Regions from separate parts of the Sus scrofa genome. Here regions 1 and 3 are each linked to region 2. A link is a contact called in public Hi-C data. All regions are on one chromosome and are shown on one strand. Each heading gives the region's core, a stretch centred on a gene start, on an enhancer-like site or on the middle of the called end of the contact. The rest is flanking DNA. Distances are from core to core; before and after follow the strand shown. Region 1 holds the start of HID1 (protein HID1). Region 2 holds the start of ARMC7 (armadillo repeat containing 7). Region 3 holds the start of MRPS7 (28S ribosomal protein S7, mitochondrial).

Region 1 (2,745 bases), core at 63-2,562, 110 kb after region 2:
ATCAAGGCCGGGGATCGAACCCACAGCCTCATGTTCCTAGCCGGATTCGTTAACCACTGTGCCATGAGAGGAACTCCTTTGTTTTTTAACACATTCGAATAGGTATATAACAGTTATTGCGTTGTGGTTTCAATTTGTACTTCCCTAATGAACAAGATTCAGAGTTTTTCTTTTTCTTTTCTTTGTCTTTTGTCTTTTTAGGGCCACACCGGTGGCATATGGAGGTTCCCAGGCTAGGAGTCCAATCGGAGCTACAGCTGCTGGCCTACAGGGATCAAACCCGCAACCTCATGGTTCCTAGTTGGATTCGTTTCCGCTGCGCCATGACAGGAACTCCAAGAGTCAGAGTTTTTAATGTCACGTTGGCCTGGCCTAGGGCTGGGTGATTTGTAGGGTGGACTGGATTTTTTTTTTTTTTTTTTAATGCCAAATAAAGGTTCTATTCATTTGTTATCTCAAAGTGATTAGAAAAGCCACGGAACCTGGAAGATTTCATCCAAAGCAGAGAAAACCCACCTCTGGAGCAAGGACAGAGCTATCCTGTCCAGTCTGCTCATTCAGTGACATAATGACATCCCTGTCTCCTGCCTCCCACCTCCTCATCTGTCCTACCCTGCCTTTGTGCCTAGATGGTGCGCCTCTCATTTTTCACCTGTGGCATTCCAATTTAAACTAAACGTCACTTCCTTTTGAAGCTGCTAGGATTTCCAGAAGCTTCCGGACACAGCATGCAAGATAATGTTGAAAAAATGCAGCCTCTTTGGGAGTCAGAGTTGGATTTGCCTTTTTGGCTTTGTTCTTTACTAGTTGTGTGATTTGGGGCAACTTAATTGCTTTGAGCCTCAGTTTCCTCTGGTGTAAAATGGGGCGAATACCTATCTCAGAGGCAGGTGTTTGTTGTGTAAGAGGTATTTCGTCACTATTATTATTACTACTGCTATTATTATTAATTTGCCTCACTGAGTTGAACCATAACTAATTCCTTCCTAGTTTCTCTCCCTTGCCAACTGCTCTTAGAGGGCAGACCCTGTGACTTAGGCCCCCTCTGCCCTACCCCTGACACCATGTTGGTAAATACTAGTTCCTCAACATATTTGTTGAAATGGATGAACCTAAAAGAATTCTCAGAGAAGGCAGGTGGCCAGAAAGGAGTCGTGGGACCCAGAGGGGCCTCTAGCTCTCATCAGGGAAGGGACGCTGCTTTCCTGGAGCAGGGACACTGAGTGAACACCCCGCTTCCACCGAGGTTCAGCCTGTGACTGGATTACAGGGGACATGTGGGTTGATAGGTCAGTAAAAGGGGAACCGAAAGAACGGATGCTCAGGGAAAAAAACAAAGTGGGGAGGACAGGGATTACAAGGAAGAAACTGGAGAAGGCTGGTTTTGAAAGTGTGGGCCCAGTGATGGCGTGGGGACCAATGGTGAGGAGCGGGGGCGGGGGACGCGAGGTTGGGAAGGATGCAGGCCCTGGGGGCTGGGTGGTAATGGGAGAGGCGGGGGGGGGAAGCGGGGGGGAATAACGCACCGACACAGAAGAAAGGGCCTGGAGGCACTGGATCCGGATAAGAAGGACGCCGGGAGGGCTACGACAGTGGATGGGAGCGGCAGACCCCGGGCGCCGGGAGTGGGCGGTGCGGGGCGCGGCAGGTGCGGGGGGCGGAGTCCTATCGGGCGGGGCCAGGAGGGGGCGGGGTCGACGCCGGGCCGGCGGGCGGGGTGCGCAGCTCCGCTCCTGCGAGAGCAGCTGGGGCCGCGGAGTGGAGCCGGATACAGAGTCCGGTCCCCGGGCGGGAGTCAGGGCTGGGGCCGGGCCGGAGCGGGCTCCAACGATATGGGGTCGGCCGACTCCAAGCTGAACTTCCGAAAGGCGGTGATCCAGCTCACCACCAAGACGCAGGTGCGCACGGGGCCCCGGCCTCCCCACCCACTTGCCGGACTGGGGGCTGGGCAGGGCTGGGGGGCTTCGAGAACTTGGCTCGCCAGGAGATGGGGAGACCAGCTGGCCAGGAGGGTGACGCCGAGGCCAGGACTGGAGCGAGACTCCTTGGCCTGTACCCTAGGGCTCCATCCCCTATCCCCCCACCCCCAACCTCTTCTCCCGGGAACATCCTCTCCCTCGCAGCTACTGCTGCCACCTTAGGCTGACGTGTGCCTACATCCCAAGCCGGCGTCGCCTCTGTCCGCCCCCCAGTCTGCACCCCCCACGCCCCTCCAGCCTCGCATGTCCAACCTCTCCCCACCCCCACCCACCCAAACACCTCCCTGCTTTCCTCGGTGCCCGTGGGTCCCGGACGCACAGACCCGGCTGACTCAATGCAAACAAAGCCTGCCGGCGCCCTCCTGGGTCGGGGAAACAGCTGGTGCGCGGAGGCAGCGGCCTCTCTGGGCCCAGGTCCATGGCCACGGCCAGGGAAGGCCCAGGTTTTACTGGGAACATTCAGAGTGGCAGGCAGCACTGCAGCCTGGCAAGCGGACCTGATCCCAGGGCCATGGAGTCCAGGTTCCCAGTTGAGGCCACTGCTGCCTGGGGCTCCTCCTTTGAGGCCCAGAGGTGGGGATGGCTGTGTTTGCAGGTGCCCTCTGTTCTCTGGATCAGGGCTAAGAACCATCCAGGCTGCCCTTGGACTAGATGCTGTGGGGCCTGAGGGTATCTTTCACCCTAGTCCATTCTTTCTTGTACACTCTCTTGAGTCCACAAGTGGCACAGAGACCACCTCCTTGTCCCCAACACATAGGAGCTGGCC
Region 2 (2,700 bases), core at 49-2,548:
AGGAGCTGCCTCGAGCTCTTGGACCTCATTTGGTACCTCTCTCAGCTTCATTCACCACAGTCCCACCACATCAGCCTTTCCTTCTGCCTCCTCCCGCTTAAGGGTCTGGGCCCATGCTGTGCCTCTGCCGAGACCGCCTTCCCACGATGGCCAAAACAAAAGGAGTGTCTACCTCCCCTTGCTCCACCTCATCAGCCTGTTTATTTTCTTCAGAGCCTCAGCTTTTGTTCAAACACCTGTCTCCCTCTACCAGAGTGTAAATTCCTCGAGGGCAAAGACCTTTTCCCCAACCTGCTTGCCATCTTCCCAGCATTTAGAACAATACCTTAATCACACAGTACATGCCCCATAATACCTGTCCAGCGAATAGTTCGATAGGTCCTAGGCATAAGCCATTCCAAGTCACCTCTACTTCTCTGGATATTAAAACATGAAGATAAAGCTGTTTAAAAAGAGCACTCCACTCCCCCCTCCCGACCGCACCGGCCTTCAATCCATTTCCTCATTTATGCACACACCTGTAAGCAAGCAGCGCAGACAGGCACGCAGAATGAGTGCTTCGCAGCTGAGGGACTGCTTAAGATTCCTTTCTCCCAAACTCACTTCTAACTCACTGACCTCATTAAAGCCCATCAGGCATCTAGGAGTTGCACCCCATCCTTACCAATAGCAAACTCCACCAGGGTTTCATTCTCTTCCGACAGTGAATCGAGGAATAAATCCAGGACCTGCAGCTGCCGCAGATACTGGTAATTACTGGGGTCATAGGCGAAGTTAGCGAGGTTGGCCAGTACTTGCTCCTTGGCGTCTGCAGTGGAAAAGCAGCATTGGAACCAGGTCTGGGGCGGCGGCGGTGGCCGGACCCCTGCCCCCGCCCTGCTCCCCCCGCCGCCGCTCTCACCTTGGCTCTCTGTCTCCTGGAATTCCGTGACCAGCGCCTGAAGATATCCTAGCCGGCCGACGTGAGGGTCTACCTTCGGCTTCTGGGCCATGGTCGGGCGGCGGAGGGCCCCCGAGGGAACGGCAGGTGTGTGGAAGGTGAGGCCGGAAAGCGGGGCGAGAATCTTACCCGGGTCTCCACCGGCCCGGGGAGGGGAGGACTGGGGCGGGAAACGGGCTCCTCTCCTGGCTTTAGGCTCTGCGGTAATTTGCAGCTGAAACTGGGGTGTGGGAAATGGGATGGGGATTCAGGACTCCGTAAGAGTTAGGAGTGGAAAATCTAAGGACGGGCGCAGGAGACAAGCACACAACCGCCCGCTGTGGAAGAGAGGAGCAGGAGCAGCGCCCGGCAGAGCTCGGTTTTCTTCCAGGTTCCGGATTTCCGGGAGAAGCCGCGCCTAGTCCCGCCCCTGGGCGGAAGGGGCGGGTCGAAGGGGGCGAGGGGCGGGGCCCTCGCAGAGCTTAGAGGGCTTGCGCGGAACGCTTGCTGCTTCTCAGCTCCAGATGAGGGCGATCCGCCTGGCTGGCGATCCGCCTGGCCGGCGATCCTGGAAGGTTGTGGAAGCACTGAGGAGCGCGGCCAGAGCCTTTAAGAGCTTAGAGGTGGCGGGGGTGTAGGGACACCCACGGGAGAACTGTCGAGGCAGAAGCACTTCCAGATACTTCTGCACTTGAGGGGGGCGCAGCCCAGCCTTCTGGAGCAAGGGACGCTCCTCTGGAACTCGGGTGTCTGTCCTCTGCAACTCTGGCTCCCAGTGTCCTCCATGTAGGTCCTTTAACACTACCTTGTGGCCGGCTTTTCCTGGCACCCTCTGCTTCCCAAACTCGTGCTAAGTCTGCCACCTCTGGCCAGAAACCTCAGGAACTGGGTAATGTCCTAAGGCATTTTGTCAGCCAAGTGGACGGGGAGCACCAGGGGCAGCACCATCAGGCCCTAGAAGGAGCCTCAGTGCACCGCTCTGGCGGCTTTCTGGGTTGTGGAGCCAGACAGACCTCACAGGCGCAGAGGACAGAGCACCAGGGAGGAAGGTGGCTTCTCGCACTCTAGTCATGCTTGAAAATGGGTGGATAAAAGAGGCTTGGGCTGTGCGCTATTTTGTTTTGCTTTTAAGAAAAAATTTCTTTTTGCGTTTATTTGCTTTTTTTTAATTTTAGGGCCGCACCCGAGGCATATGGAGTTTCCCAGGCTAGGGGTCCAATCAGGGCTACAGCTGCCAGCCTACACCACAGCCCCAGCAAAGCAGGATCTGAGCTGCATCTGCAACCTACACCACAGCTCTCTGCAACGCCAGATCCTTAACCCACTGAGCAAGGGCAGGGATGGAACCTGAAACCTCATAGTTCCTAGTTGGATTCATTTCTGCTGCGCCATGAGGGGAACTCCCAAGCTGGCTTTTTTTTTTTTTTTTTTGGATGGAACCTGCACCACAGCAGCAACCCAAGCCATGACAACACTGGGTCATTAACTAGCTGAGCCACTAGGGAACTCTTCTGTGAGCTTCCTGAGGGCAAGGGCCATGGGCCTTTGGCCCTGGGCCTGGCATGAGGGCAGAGTGGCTGCCATACTCCAGCCTGCCACAGCCCCACTGGGAGCCCCTCTGTGGTCTCAGGTCCTTGTGATAAGCCCCTGCCCTATGCACACACCCCAGGCCAAGAGTTTTGACCGTAGTCTGGATGCTTGGGCCCCCGCTCCTTCTTGAAGGGTGGTGGTCCCAGGCCCCTCAGCTTGTGAAGGGAGCTGATGCGGCCCAGAGAAGTGCA
Region 3 (2,859 bases), core at 206-2,705, 130 kb before region 2:
TCTTCAGTGTCTCCCTCTTCCCTGGACCAGGAAAGAAAGAGTGGGCTAAGATTTGGGATATGGGGATGAGGAATGGTAGCTGTTGACTCCTGCAGGACTTCATTAAAGCCCCACTCCCACACATGCATACAGGGAAGTTAATTTCAACGACAGCTACAGAATCCGTTTTTTTTTCATGCTAAAACGAAAGAGCCAAGTACAAAGCTACGGGGAAAAGCAGAGGGACTGTTTACCTGTGTCATGAGGGATCTGGCCAGTACTTTGTTTCCTCCTTTCATCATCATGTTGGTGAATTTACTTCAAGGAGAAAAGCAACATGTTTAGCCTCTCAAGGCCGTGTCAGGGAATCCTTACTATAGACCCTCCCTGGTAAAGTCCCGGTCCTTGGAAAAAAACTTTGTTTCCTTCTAACCTGATCACCGGGTCTTCAAACACAGAACTTGTTTTGGTCGCGGGGGCGGCTTTGATAAGTTGCGTCTTCTTGAAATCCCGCTCATACTTCTCCTCCTCCGTCTGCTCCGCCAACGGCTTGCGGTAATATTCCTTGTCAATCTGGGGATCCTTGTATTCAGGACCATAGCGGCTCCACCTCACCTGGGTTAGCCTGGAGGCGGGGAAGAGGAAGAGGAGGGCAAAAGCTGACTCCACAAGTGAAATAGCTTGACTTAACAATAGGCAAGGGTGCCAATCCGCCGACGAGTGAGAGCGGCGCGGAGACCGCTAGCCAAAGGTGAACCCCGATAATTCTGGTTCCCGTCCCAAGCAGGAGGAGAACTTTCCCCCAAACAGGCCAGGAAGTGCCAACGGTAAGGACGGGCCTGAAACTCGGGATAGGCGCCCCGCCTATGCATCTCTCCCCCTCCCTTCCAACAAAGAAAATCCCAGCTCTGCGTTCTTTAACAGGATCGCACTTTCGGCGCTAAGTTAGAACCCCTCGAGCGGGCGGGAAGTCACTATGTCTTCAGACTGACCCAAAATCACCCTGCTGGTTAAAGAGCCATGGAGCCGGACATCCCAGCCCCCTGGTTCCCGCGCGGCCTGTCTACGGCCCCTCTTCCTTTCCAGCAGGTCTCTCCGTGAAGACCCAAACGGCCTCCCAGCTACAGGCTGCCCTCTCACCCTGGAAACCGGAGGACGGCAATCCGCACGCCCAAGGCCGAGCACGACCACCCTCGCGCAGCCTTCACCGCGGGGGCAGCCATCTTGGCTGGCCACGAGGACCCCACAGAGACTGCCCTCGGTGCGCCTGAGCTGGTGACAGAAGTCCGGGAAAGGCTGCACAGGCTCCTAAACCTGGGCTTCACCCTATGGGGGCCTTAAGAGTCTCTCACACCGGGGTCTAAGGTGAAGAGTCAAAAGGAAACATTCGCGCTCCCATTATTCGCCGCAGCCTGGCGCAACCCTCGGTGGCGGCGCTCTCTCTTCTCAGGGCCCTATGCAGGCCCCGCCCCAGCTCAGCTCTTGCAGGTTCTCGCGAGGTTTGAGGCCGCGGGGCCGGCCCGGGCGGCTGCAATATGGCGGAGGCGGAAGGGGAGAGCCTGGAGTCCTGGCTGAGTGAGTAGCCCCGGTCGCTTGTGCCTGCCCTCAAGCCGCCGAGCCGCCCCTCTCCACACCCTTCTGCCCCTTCCCCGGGCCCCGCGGTGGCGCTGCATGGCAGCTGCGGCAGGCATCGCCTGCTCTGGGAGCGTCTCGCGATCACGCCCCTTCCCCGTCAGGACGCCCGGGCTCCTGCACCCTGTGCTGCGGCGCCTGCTCCCGCTTCCGCGCGCCGCGGCGTGAGCTCGGGTCCGGTCCGGGCCTCCTGGGCTTCGAGAAAGCTACAGCCAAGTGCTTCGGGCTGACAGGCATCCGGCGCTTTGGGGCAGCTGTGGTGGGGACGCGCGCGGCTTTTGACTCTGGGAACCCCTGCGCCTTCCTGACCAAGGGAAAAGCTCCGGATTTGGGCTGAAGCTTCGGAAGCGGCGGTGCCGATGAGCAAGCATAGCTTCAGAATTGTGAACCTGTATTCGAGGAGAAGTGACCTCCTCGCGCAGGCTGAATGTTTGAAGTGAGAATCTAAAGTGAGAGAGAAAACAGGGCTTTACCTTTTTCCTGCAGTGACCAAAATATGGTGAAAGCTGTGTTCCCCACCCCCGCCCTGCATATCTTAAGGAGTCCTTCGTTGATAACCTATACTGAGCAAACCTGAGAGGCGCTGCCTGATGCTGTAATTATAGCGGCCTATTGCTATGATTGCTAATGCATATTGCTGTTAAAGAAATAACGGTTTAACTCTAGCAGGTAGTATTTGGCTCAAGGGTTAATATTATTTTATCTGTGGGTTAGAGGAGGCACCTGGAGGTCTCTTTCAGTGAAGACAAATTGAACAGGGTGATAAGGCAGCAGGCTAGATGCTTAGACAGTGCCTTGTGCGGAGATCTGTTATTTACTAGAGCCTCCAGGCTCTTGGAGGTGATGGCTCTTTCCTCCAATTGCCTGACTTTTCTTTTTTTCTTTTTGGCCGACCCGCGGCACATGGGGATCCCAGGCCAGGGATCAGATACGAGCCACAGCCAAGAGCCACAGCTGCGGCAACACCGGTTCCTTAACCCACTGTGCTGGGGATCCAACCGGTGTCCCACCGCTCCCAAGACACCACTGATGCCATTGTGCCAGAGCGGGAGCTCCTTGCCTGCCTTTACTTAATAAAACCCTGTTCAGGTGATTGAACTTAGGTTACATGAGCGAAATCTGCAGTTGCAGGGAGGTCACAAAGTCTTCGGTATATATGGAACTGTTCTCCAAGGAGCTAAGAGTGCTCCAAAGACATTCATTTAATTCATTTGTCAAGTATCCTAGCAAGCAGGTACTATCACAGTG

What was found. Hi-C and Micro-C count contacts between places; a contact is called where the count stands out from the background.
Region 1: a contact with region 2 is called in a Hi-C map of mesenteric adipose tissue, with 2.1 times the contacts expected there. The contact joins the promoter of HID1 here to the promoter of ARMC7 in region 2. A contact is called at or near these places in 2 of 5 promoter capture datasets (fetal liver and liver), 20 of 47 Hi-C or Micro-C datasets (alveolar macrophages, blood, embryonic fibroblasts and 11 more) and 2 of 2 datasets of contacts at active chromatin or transcription factors (alveolar macrophages and skeletal muscle).
Region 3: a contact with region 2 is called in a Hi-C map of subcutaneous adipose tissue, with 1.6 times the contacts expected there. The contact joins the promoter of MRPS7 here to the promoter of ARMC7 in region 2. A contact is called at or near these places in 1 of 5 promoter capture datasets (liver), 11 of 47 Hi-C or Micro-C datasets (alveolar macrophages, embryonic fibroblasts, fetal liver and 8 more) and 2 of 2 datasets of contacts at active chromatin or transcription factors (alveolar macrophages and skeletal muscle).

Annotation. Positions count from the first base shown.
Region 1 is chr12:6,289,837-6,292,581 of Sscrofa11.1, forward strand. HID1 (protein HID1) reads left to right here and starts at 1,313. Exons shown (of 19, transcript XM_013980767.2): 1 at 1,313-1,422. The coding sequence starts at 1,318.
Region 2 is chr12:6,181,784-6,184,483 of Sscrofa11.1, forward strand. It overlaps ARMC7 (armadillo repeat containing 7), which reads right to left and starts at 1,299. Exons shown (of 3, transcript NM_001243806.1): 1 at 902-1,299; 2 at 665-808. The coding sequence starts at 992.
Region 3 is chr12:6,054,214-6,057,072 of Sscrofa11.1, forward strand. It overlaps MRPS7 (28S ribosomal protein S7, mitochondrial), which reads right to left and starts at 1,456. Exons shown (of 5, transcript XM_003131206.5): 1 at 1,120-1,456; 2 at 413-604; 3 at 234-297. The coding sequence starts at 1,202. It overlaps GGA3 (ADP-ribosylation factor-binding protein GGA3), which reads left to right. Exons shown (of 18, transcript XM_021066652.1): 2 at 1-1,554. The coding sequence starts at 1,515.